2 separate regions of the Sus scrofa genome follow, and region 2 is linked to region 1. A link is a contact called in public HiChIP or PLAC-seq data. All regions are on one chromosome and are shown on one strand. The core of a region is the stretch at or near the end of the contact, and the rest is flanking DNA. Distances in the headings are between cores, read along the strand shown.

Region 1 (4,868 bases), core at 1,777-4,276:
CCATGTGTATGTGTATCAGTACTTCATGTCTTTTTATTGCCAAATAATATTCCATTGTATGAATATACTGTATCTTATCTATCCACTCATCTGTTGATAGGCATTTAAGTTGATTCCAGTTTTTTGATTTTATGAATGCGGCTGCCATGAACATTTGTGGACAATTTTTTGGGAGGACAGATGTTTTCTTGGAAGCTGATTTTTTGACCCAGTCATCTAGTAGCAATTTGGTAGCTTTCTGGATGCTCAGCGCTCTAGGGAGTCGAACTGTGGGAATGCTACCCAAGTCCTGCCTCACCTTCTTCCAGGGAACACCAGCAGAATCCCGGGAGAAGAACCGAGAGTGTATTCTGCTGGATTTCTTCGATGACCATGACATCTGGCACTTCCTCTCTGCCACTGCCCTGTTTTTCTCATTTTTGGTGAGTTTATAAGTCCTTTGTTAATTTCTGCTCTCTTTACACCCTGTACTCTTTCTCTTCCCCTCTTCCTTACATCCCTTCTTGTATTTTTTTTTAATCTTTTTATCTTTTTTAGGGCCCCACCCACGGTATATGGAGGTTCCCAGGCTAGGGGGTCTAATCTGAGCTGTTGCTGCCAGTCTTCACCAGAACCACAGCAACGCCAGATCCTTAACCCACTGAGGCCAGGGATCGAACCCACAACCTCATGGTTTCCACTGCACCATGACAGGAACTCCCCCTTCTTGTATTTCTAATTTCTCTCTTCAATTCTTTGTCATTCAATGTATAGATTATCATTTCTTCTTCTTCTTCTTTTTTTTTTTACATTGCATCCTTTATTTTCATTTTCCTTTTACTCTTCAATACTTTAAGACACGGAGTTACAAAATAATTTTCCTTCATTTGCTACAGAGTTCAGTTGAATGGGCTTAACTGGTTGTCAGAAGTCACGCGCCCAGAATTCCCCCCAGGAACCACTTTGGCACCCACTACAATTTCAATTATTCCTTCTTGAGCCATATTTACATTCCTCCCTCTCTTCCAGTCTCAGTGCATATCTTACAAATTTTTTACAAGTTTCTGGAGTGGCTCAGGATAGCAGCATGGTCTCTTGCTGTCTTCTAACTGCTGTCTTCCAAAGCTCTCCTTTTTTTTTTTTTTTTTTTTTTTTTTTTGCCCAAACACCTTCTCAGAAACCACGCATATTATATAACAACCCAGGATGATAACTCCTGCAACCCTTCATCTTAATTTCGACACTTCCAAAATAAAAGTCCATGGTACCTGTATAGAAGGTTAACTCACAAATAACACTACTAGGCCTCCTGGGTTCACACTGCTGGCTTTGGTCTCAGCCATGCAACCTCGAGAGTGGAGCAGGGCTTCCTCCTAGTGGCCAGTTTGGGAAGTTTCATCAACCTGTATAAACATGGTTCCTTAAAGCTTGTTTTTGAGGCTTACCTTCTCTAGAGAGACAGAGACAACACAAGTGGAGCTAAGGGTTCCATGTAGAGAGGGTGTAGTAGAGGGAACTGAAAATGGATAATGAGAGTACTCATACTCTGTGCAACAAGATTTCATTCCGTTTAGGTCCTGACCAACATGTGCCCTTCTAAGTGGAATTGACATCCCTGGCTACCCAATCGAAAAAAAATTTTTCTACCTTTCCCCATCCCATACTTCCTATAATCTCTCCACAGTTTAATTTTCACCCCAAGTACATATTACTAACATCCTCTATTTCACTTGTGCATTTGGTTCACGTCTAAAGCCCTCTCTCAAATGTAAGCCCCATGAGAGTAACGATTTTTGTCTCCTGTTCCAAGCCATATCTCTACTATCTAGAATAGCACATAATAGACCCTTGATAAATACTTGAATTAGGAGTTCCCGTCATGGCGCAGTGGTTAACGAATCTGACTAGGAACCATGAGGTTGCGGGTTCGATCCCTGCCCTTGCTCAGTGGGTTAAGGATCTGGCATTGCCGTGAGCTGTGGTGTAGGTCGCAGACGAGGCTCGGATCTGGTATTGCTGTGGCTCTGGCGTAGGCTGGCAGCTACAGCTCCAATTAGACCCCTAGCCTGGGAACCTCCATATGCCACAGGAGTGGCCCAATAAATGGCAAAAAGACCAAAAATATATATATATATACTTGAATTAATAAATGATGTAATGATGACAAGCGCCTGTTAAGAGCATGGCATTGCAGGAAGCTGTAGAAGACAGGATAACAAGGGCACTTGTGTGTCTTAGGAAGTAAGGACTTCCTGCAGCTGTGCGTTCCTCTCATTTCTCCATCCCTCTCCTTTCAGGTTTTGTTAACCCTGGATGATGACCTGGATGTTGTTCGGAGAGACCAGATCCCTGTCTTCTAAGCCTCTAGCATGAAGAGGGGGAAGAGGGAGCCATCGATCTTGGTGCTGTTTCATGAAAATTACAGGGGCTGCAGCAAAGTAACCACTGCCAAATGCTCCACTGACCCTCTGTCTGGTTGGCTCTGTACACATTCCCACAGGGAGGAAGGGAGCTGCAGGGGGACCCAAGCCTGCAGGGAGGGAGACAGAAGGGAGCCACAGCTGTGGACAGAGGCAAGCCCTGCAGAGCTAAAAACACCCACCATCCCCTTCTGTCGCTACTCTGAGTTAGAAATGGATAAAAGCTGCTTCAAAGTCAGCTATCTTGGGACCCTTCCCACCCTCACCTGAGATGGGCCAGCCATGGCAGAACCATGCTGCACTCTGCCCTCAGCTGCCACCCTGCCCAGAAAGGCCAACAGCTCAGATTTCCTGCCCAGAAACTCTCTGTAACTACAACCTCTGTTCTAGACATTCCCAAACACTGGCCTGTCTCTCCAAGGTCCTGGGGTGACATGATTCATATGAGTCTGGTAGAGGGTTGGCCCCTACTAACTGGGACAGATGTTTTATAGCGCCACCTGGTCACCTCCTCCGCAAGAATGCTGTATGCTTCCCCCTGGTTCCTGACTGTATTAGGAGGACTCCATGTCATCAGGCTGTGTCTCCTGCTGCTGAGGGGTAACAGTATCTCCCTGTTGTGTGCTGACCCAATGACTCAGGCTCTACCTTCTTGGCAAGGCCCTGTTACTCCATGGGCTGGCCTCGAGGTGGAAGGGGAAAGGGGAAACCACTTCCAGCAGCAGGAGGAGCTAGACAAATGACCTGCAACACTAGGACACTGGTGACATCAGCTTTCAGCAAGCGGGCTCATGCTAAGGACTGGGGCACTCTTGGAGCAGATGCAGCAAAGGCAAAACTGCTTCCTCCTGCCCCCAGTTCTAATAGCTCCATTCCATGCCCGCATCACCCTTGAGGAGGAAAGAAGTGTTCCAGCCAGGGGCCACTGCCAAGCCCTCCTCTGCTGTCTTTTGCAGACCAGAGGCTCCAGACTTCCCTTGAGGTTCTCTGCAGGTCACTCTCCCTCCTCCTCTTCGGCTGTAAAGAGCACAGTGGCTTTAGGGTTGTCTCATCAATGTACCCAATTCACATTCTCTCCCCAGGACCACACTGAAAACCTCAGTGTCCCACTTCACTCTCACACTGTCTGGCAGCTCTGCCCACAGGAAGTTTCACTTCGACCAAACTCCCTTGTTCCCTGGAATATGATGTCATCAGAAAGTGTACAGGCAAATGCGCTCACAGAGATATATTTGCCTGTGAAACTGAAGTCACCCCTCACTTCCGCCTTCCTCATTCTTCATTAGAGAAATGGATCAGCCATTCTTTTAAAATATATATAGTTCTTTCTCTAAAATATTTGCGTAATGTTCAAAAACTCATTTTGGACATTTGGCATAGCACACATTCCCTGATTTTTAAAAAACACAAAAACGCTTTCAATGAAACATGATTTTTTTTCCTACAATGCCCCCAAATTTGCAGTCGTCTGTTATTCTTTATTCCTAAAAATTGTTGGCTTGTCTAGGCCATACGCAGACCACCTATTAAATGGCTGTATTAAATCTAACACCTAAAAAAAATTTCAAACCTGTTTGACTTGGCTGATTTAACCTAATTCTTTTATTTTTAATGCATTAAAGTATTTCAAATACAAAAAAGAAGAGAAAAAAAAATTGAGGGAGGTGGAAGAAAGTCTGTTCAGGTAGCCCTGTGACCTGAAGTGAATAAACTATAGGACACATCGGCTCTTCAGTAGCTTGCTTGGCAAATATGTCCATGGAAATGGGGAGGGAGCCCTATAGAACTGGATGGATTGTGCTGCTGTGTTCTTGACCGTTTTCTGACAATGTCTGCCTTGTGCTATAAACTCACACATTGTGGTCAGTTCTCCACAGCAGGATGAAAAACCCAGAGCAAGCCTGCTCTTATAAAAATCAATTTTAAATGTACTTGGTGCTGGTTCTTTCCACAGTGCCTCTGTGTGGTTAGAGAACACAAGAAAGTGGTTCAGCTGCTTCTGTGGGGTTGATAGGAACTCAAGGTGCAGGGTGGAGGCAGGGGTGTGGCAGGGGGCAGCCCGAGTTACTCACAGTGGTCTCTCATCTACTTGTAAAACAAGTGATTTTAGCCTGTGCTCATGGACTTCACTTATTTACAAGAGAAGGGAAGCTGAGTGCAGCGGGAGGGTAATTGGAGAAAGCCACCCTCTGTGAAGAGGCTCTTGGCAGAGGCACAGAGTAAAAAGATCAGTGCAGTTGGAGGGCAGAGATGTGGCAGCCAGAGGGGCAAAGCTGTGCACAGAAGAAAAAAACAGCCCCTTCACACCTCTGACAAATGCCGGAGAGGCAGCCCCACCTGTTAACGCTGGATGGTTGAAGGATTAGCCCAGTTTTATTTTAGCAGCAGGAGAAGCCAGTGGAAAACCAGAATCTATCTGGGGAAGGGACTTTCCATGACTGGAGATCACCAAGTCAGCTCCTGGGGCAA
Region 2 (4,868 bases), core at 655-3,154, 350 kb before region 1:
CAAGAGAGCACCTCTCAGTGACTGAGGAATTTTCCAGATGCCCCTGAGCTCACGGTTGCTCACAGCTTGCCTTACAGGAAGTCTCTTGACTTGGCAGGTATAGCATACACTGTGCTGAGGAGGATTAAGGCCTTTGCGGTGTTGAAGCGCCTTGCTTTTGAAAAACAGAAATATTCAGCTAGAACACTCTGAGCACAGGCAGTCCGCCGTTTCCCAGAGTCCATATCTTCTTTCTCCCAGAGAGAAAGTGCATACACACTTTCTTGGCTGAGAGGTTCAGCCAGGACTGGGCTACATATTTTGTAGGGCCCAATACAAAATGAAAATGTGAGGTCCCTTGATCCAACGTTATTCAGAATTTCATGTGGGTGACAGCAGAGCATTAAGCCAAGGGTTGGCCTCTTTTAGGCACGAGGTCTGGTGCAGCTGCACAAGTTGCACACCCATGAGCCTGGTCTTGGACACAGTCTTCCAAACTATTCATTCAGCAAGGACTTCATGAGCATTTGGTGTATCCCAAATACTGTGCAGTGGGGCTTGGTGGAGTACAAAATTAATAGTTTGCCCACTAGGAATTTGCAATGTAGTTAGGGTCAGATATCACAAACACAAAATTAAAGAATGAAATAATGATGAAATAATTCTCTTTTTTTTTTTTTGCTTTTTAGGGCGGCACCCGCGGCCTATGGAAGTTCCCAGGTTAGGGGTCCAGTTGGAGCTGTTGCTGATGGCGTACACCAGAGCCACAGCAACACAGGATCCAAGCCGTGTCTGCGACCTACACCACAGCTCATGGCAACGCCAGATCCTTAACCCACTAAATGAGGCCAGCAATCGAACCAGCAAGCTCATGGTTCCTAGTGGGATTCGTTTCTGCTGTGCCATGACGGGAACTCCATGATGAAATAATTCTTTAAAAGCCCAGAAGGCCCTACCAACTCCCCCACCCCCCCTCACCCCCGCAAAGGAAGGAATATATGAGAGATCTCACCTTGACCCACAGGAATTACGCGTTCAGCGTAGAAAGTGAAATGGTGCCATAGAAATCAGGCATTTTATCATCGTTTTTGCCACACTACTCCAAGAACAGCATGTATTTTTTTTAAATTTACTTTATTGAAGTGTTGTTGATTTAAATGCTGTGTTAATTTCTACTGTATAGCACTGTGATTCAGTTATTTTTATACATATTCTTTTTCATATTCTCTTCCACTATGGTTTATCACAGGATATTGAATATAATTCCTTGTGCTAGAAGTAGGACCTTGATGTTCATCCATTCTGTATATAATAGTTTAATTACCATGTACTTCTTATTCCACATGTATTAGACCTATTTTACCTCTGTCCTGTGACTGCAGAAGTAACCTCTCAAGATACAGTCTACTTTCAAAATAGCCACACTTAAAGTTTGGCCACACTTGGATAAAAGGGCCATAGAAATTTTGTTGTGCTAGGCCTTGGTGCTTATAATGTTGCCCACCTCAACTATGAAATTTGGGTTCACAAACTATATAAATGGGCATCTTGTACCTGACTTGAGAGTCGCAGCTCCAAGATCACCATCTATTTGGTCATTCAGTATTCACTGAGCATCTGCTTGGACCAGGCCCCAGGTGGGGTTCAGATGATACACAGATGAACACAGAGGGGCAACAATCCTTTTAGAAACAAAAGGGCTTCCCTGCCCTGGCTTGGATGAGAACTTCTGGAAAGTTCCATTCAATGGGAAACCTCCTGCCCTCCCTGAGCGCCTTCAGGACAGGGCTCTATGGTGACAGTAGTTTGTTTTTGGTAATTACCTCATGTCTTCTGTGAGAAAACTGATCCCTCTACTCCTGCTGCCTTGTCTGGGAACCAACCACGCAGGCAGGTGGAGTCTTGCTGTGAATTGTGAATCACAGTCACACCGTGATGGTATCAGTTCTCCAGAGCTGAGCAGAATGTGGTGTGGTCAGCATTCAGAGAGGGTGCCTCCAGGGCTTTCTAAGTACCTTCATGGAGAGAGTGTCTTGAGTAAATATTTTCATCTCTCTTATCTTATTCTCTATTAGTTATATTTCCTCTCTGAAATTAAATTCAGCTACGATCCTGAAAACCAAATTTGGAATGTGGTTTTGTTACACAAATGGCCCATTTTGTTCAGCAACATCAGTGATTTGACTCAAACAAAGAGAGTTTTGTTGTTCGGACTGTTGGGTTGTTTGGGAAACATCCAGCTTTTGTTCCAGATGGATCTCCATCCTCTCCAGTTTAAATCCCAGTCTTCCTGCCACGGAGCCAAGTTAGGAGAGACTGCAGCCTGGTGTCTGGACCCTAAGCTCCCCTGAATTCCACTGCCATTAAGCCACAGTGGGAACTTGCCTTAGAAACCCCTTTGGGCATCCACAAATCCCCACCCCCAGCCCTGAGAAAGAATTAGCCATGATGTGACATAGAGTATAGTCGGTTCTCCGTATATGCTGATGTGCCTATGGATACGGAGGGCCGACTGTAACAGCACAGCACGATTGTATGTATATAAGGGACTTGAGCATCTGCGGATTTTTGGTATCCACTGGAGCACCTGGAACCAATCCCAAAGGACATGGGGAGGACTACATGCTCCTGGGTAGCAGGAATCAGCCTTCTGGTTGGAATCATGGTTGGCAATTGAACAGATTTGGGTCTGTCAGTTTTCAGCGGATGTCTGAGAAGAACTGGGGCAGGCTATTCTTGATTGAACTGGAGAAAACACATAGGTATTCTTTCCTTGTTCCTTTCAATCTCCATGAGCTGATCTGTGCCAGGACATTTGTGCCTTGACTATGACCCATTTCCAGCTAGGTTCAGTGGGGCCAGTGGGCCTAGCCAACCTGCCCCCATCCCTGTCAATGTAACAAAAGAGGCGGGTGGGTGTCACAGGCATCACTTGATGGAATTCGCTACACCCCCACCCTCAGCTTATTTACACCCAATTGTATATACACCCAGTTATACGTGGGGCGATGCAGACCGCACATTACTTCCTGTAATCTCCTCTAGATGACAGAAGATTGGAGGAAAGACTCGGAGCACCCCCCAGGGGGTCCCCAGTGTGTGAGATTCTTACAGCTGTTGCTTGTGACCAAAGGCAGAGACTGAAGCCCACCCTGAAATGCTGCACTGTCTGCCTCTCTCCTTCGTCAAGGCCCAACCGGCCTCTTCTCTCCACAGATCTCCAGGACTTCAAGTTAGACGTGCAGCACGTGATCGAAGTCGATGAAGGGAACACTGCAGTCATTGCCTGCCACCTTCCTGAGAGCCACCCAAAGGCCCAGGTCCGATACAGTGTCAAACAGGAGTGGCTGGAGGCCTCCAGAGGTAAGTGAACAAGCAGGATCCCAGAGGCCCAGGCTGGAAGGGAAGCTGGCCACCTCTGCAGTGCCTCCCAGATTCCCGTCAACACGCCAACAGCCCTCTCCACATGCTTGTCAGCTGCCTTCTACTTTAGCTCTGCAGGATCCTAAAGGGCTTGGCCACAACCTCTGTTGTGGAGGTCCCCTGCCCTGTCACGAGGGCTCTCTTCCTGCCTTGGCAGATGTTGCTGAGCTGCTGCCATTTGATCCGAGCTCTCAGCACAGGATTCTAAATTTTCCCTGTGCAAGCTCCCTGCCACCAGGCACATGCAGGAAGGCTGCCTGATGAACCAGAGATTCCTGGAGCCGTGTGGTTCCCGTGGGAGGTGGGGCTCTTCCCCACACAGCAGAGCAGTCTATATGGTGGCACTTGAGATTCTCCCGCTCCCTGTCTTCCTGCCAATGCGCCCATCTCAGCCATCACAGTGGACATGACAGCTGGTCCAGGGAGACCAACTTTGGTCCACACAGTGCCAGTGGGGAGGGAAGCTATGGCTCAAGACCAGATCAGCTTCTTCCCACAATTGACCTGAACTCAAGGCCAAGTAGACCCTGTGGCCAGATGCCACATCTCAAACTGTCTGCCATTTATTTATTTATTTTTGTCTTTTTAGGGCCGCACCCAAGGCACATGGAGGTTCCCAGGCTAGGGGTTGAATCGGAGCTGTAGCTGCTGGCCACAGCACCACAGCAACAGCAACGTGGGATCCAAGCGGCATCTGAGACATAGACCACAGCTCACGGATCCTTAACCCACTGAGTGAGGTCAGGGATTGAACCTGTGTCCTCATGGATGCTAGTCAGATTCATTTCTGCGGAGCCACGACGGGAACTCCTCAAACTGTCTACCTTTTAAAATGCCCTAGAGATTTTTAAATATTTTTGTTGACTTTTTGTTTATGAAAGGAGTATATGTCTACCATAGAATTTTGCTTTTTATGTCTGTACCTGCACCATATGGAAGTTCTCAGGCTAGGGGAACAGCTGCTGACCTACGCCACAGCCACAGCAACTCAGGATCTGAGCTGCATCTGAGACCTACACCACACCTCATGGCAATGTGGGATCCCCGACCCACTGAGTGAGGCCAGGGATTGAACCCACATCCTCATGGATTCTAGTTGGATTTGTTTCTGCTGCACCACAATGGGAACTCCCAAAAAAGTTATTTTTTAAAAAGGGTAAAAAGCCTAATCCTGCCACTGAGAAATAACTGGAGACTGAGAGGAGTATGAATGTCTCCTGTCCCTAGCAGAAGCCTGGTGGTAGCCCCTCAAGCTGGCCTGCCTATCCCACAAGAGTCAAGGGCGTTTGCTGTTCCATCTGGCATTTGCCTAAATAGCTCATGCCTGGGATGGCCCAGGGACAGGTAGGCAGGCGCCAGGCTCTGTGAGTCCAGATTGCGGGAACATCCAGACTGCCAAGGGCAGGCCACCAGAAGGCTTAGAGTGGACAGCCTGTCCATTGTCCAGCAAGCTGAACACCATCCTA

What was found. HiChIP or PLAC-seq counts read pairs in DNA pulled down with a chosen protein or histone mark.
Region 2: an H3K27ac HiChIP or PLAC-seq map of skeletal muscle shows a contact between it and region 1. The contact joins two enhancer-like sites. A contact is called at or near these places in 1 of 47 Hi-C or Micro-C datasets (skeletal muscle) and 1 of 2 datasets of contacts at active chromatin or transcription factors (skeletal muscle).

What each region holds. Positions count from the first base shown.
Region 1 is chr13:146,299,634-146,304,501 of Sscrofa11.1, reverse strand. It overlaps SIDT1 (SID1 transmembrane family member 1), which reads left to right. Exons shown (of 26, transcript XM_005670213.3): 25 at 309-422; 26 at 2,277-4,127. The coding sequence ends at 2,339. The region is part of intron 1 of LOC110256422 (a long non-coding RNA gene); the gene reads right to left. Among named protein-coding and RNA genes, the nearest start is that of USF3, 72 kb to the right of the region's middle. Within about 2 kb of position 3,026, at least 5 of the 83 cell types and tissues checked have an H3K27ac peak or open chromatin away from gene starts, as enhancers often do. A contact at or near this core is called in skeletal muscle, where this site is marked.
Region 2 is chr13:146,645,472-146,650,339 of Sscrofa11.1, reverse strand. BOC (brother of CDO) reads left to right here. Exons shown (of 21, transcript XR_002337900.1): 5 at 3,196-3,342. Among named protein-coding and RNA genes, the nearest start is that of BOC, 55 kb to the left of the region's middle. Within about 2 kb of position 1,904, at least 11 of the 83 cell types and tissues checked have an H3K27ac peak or open chromatin away from gene starts, as enhancers often do. A contact at or near this core is called in skeletal muscle, where this site is marked.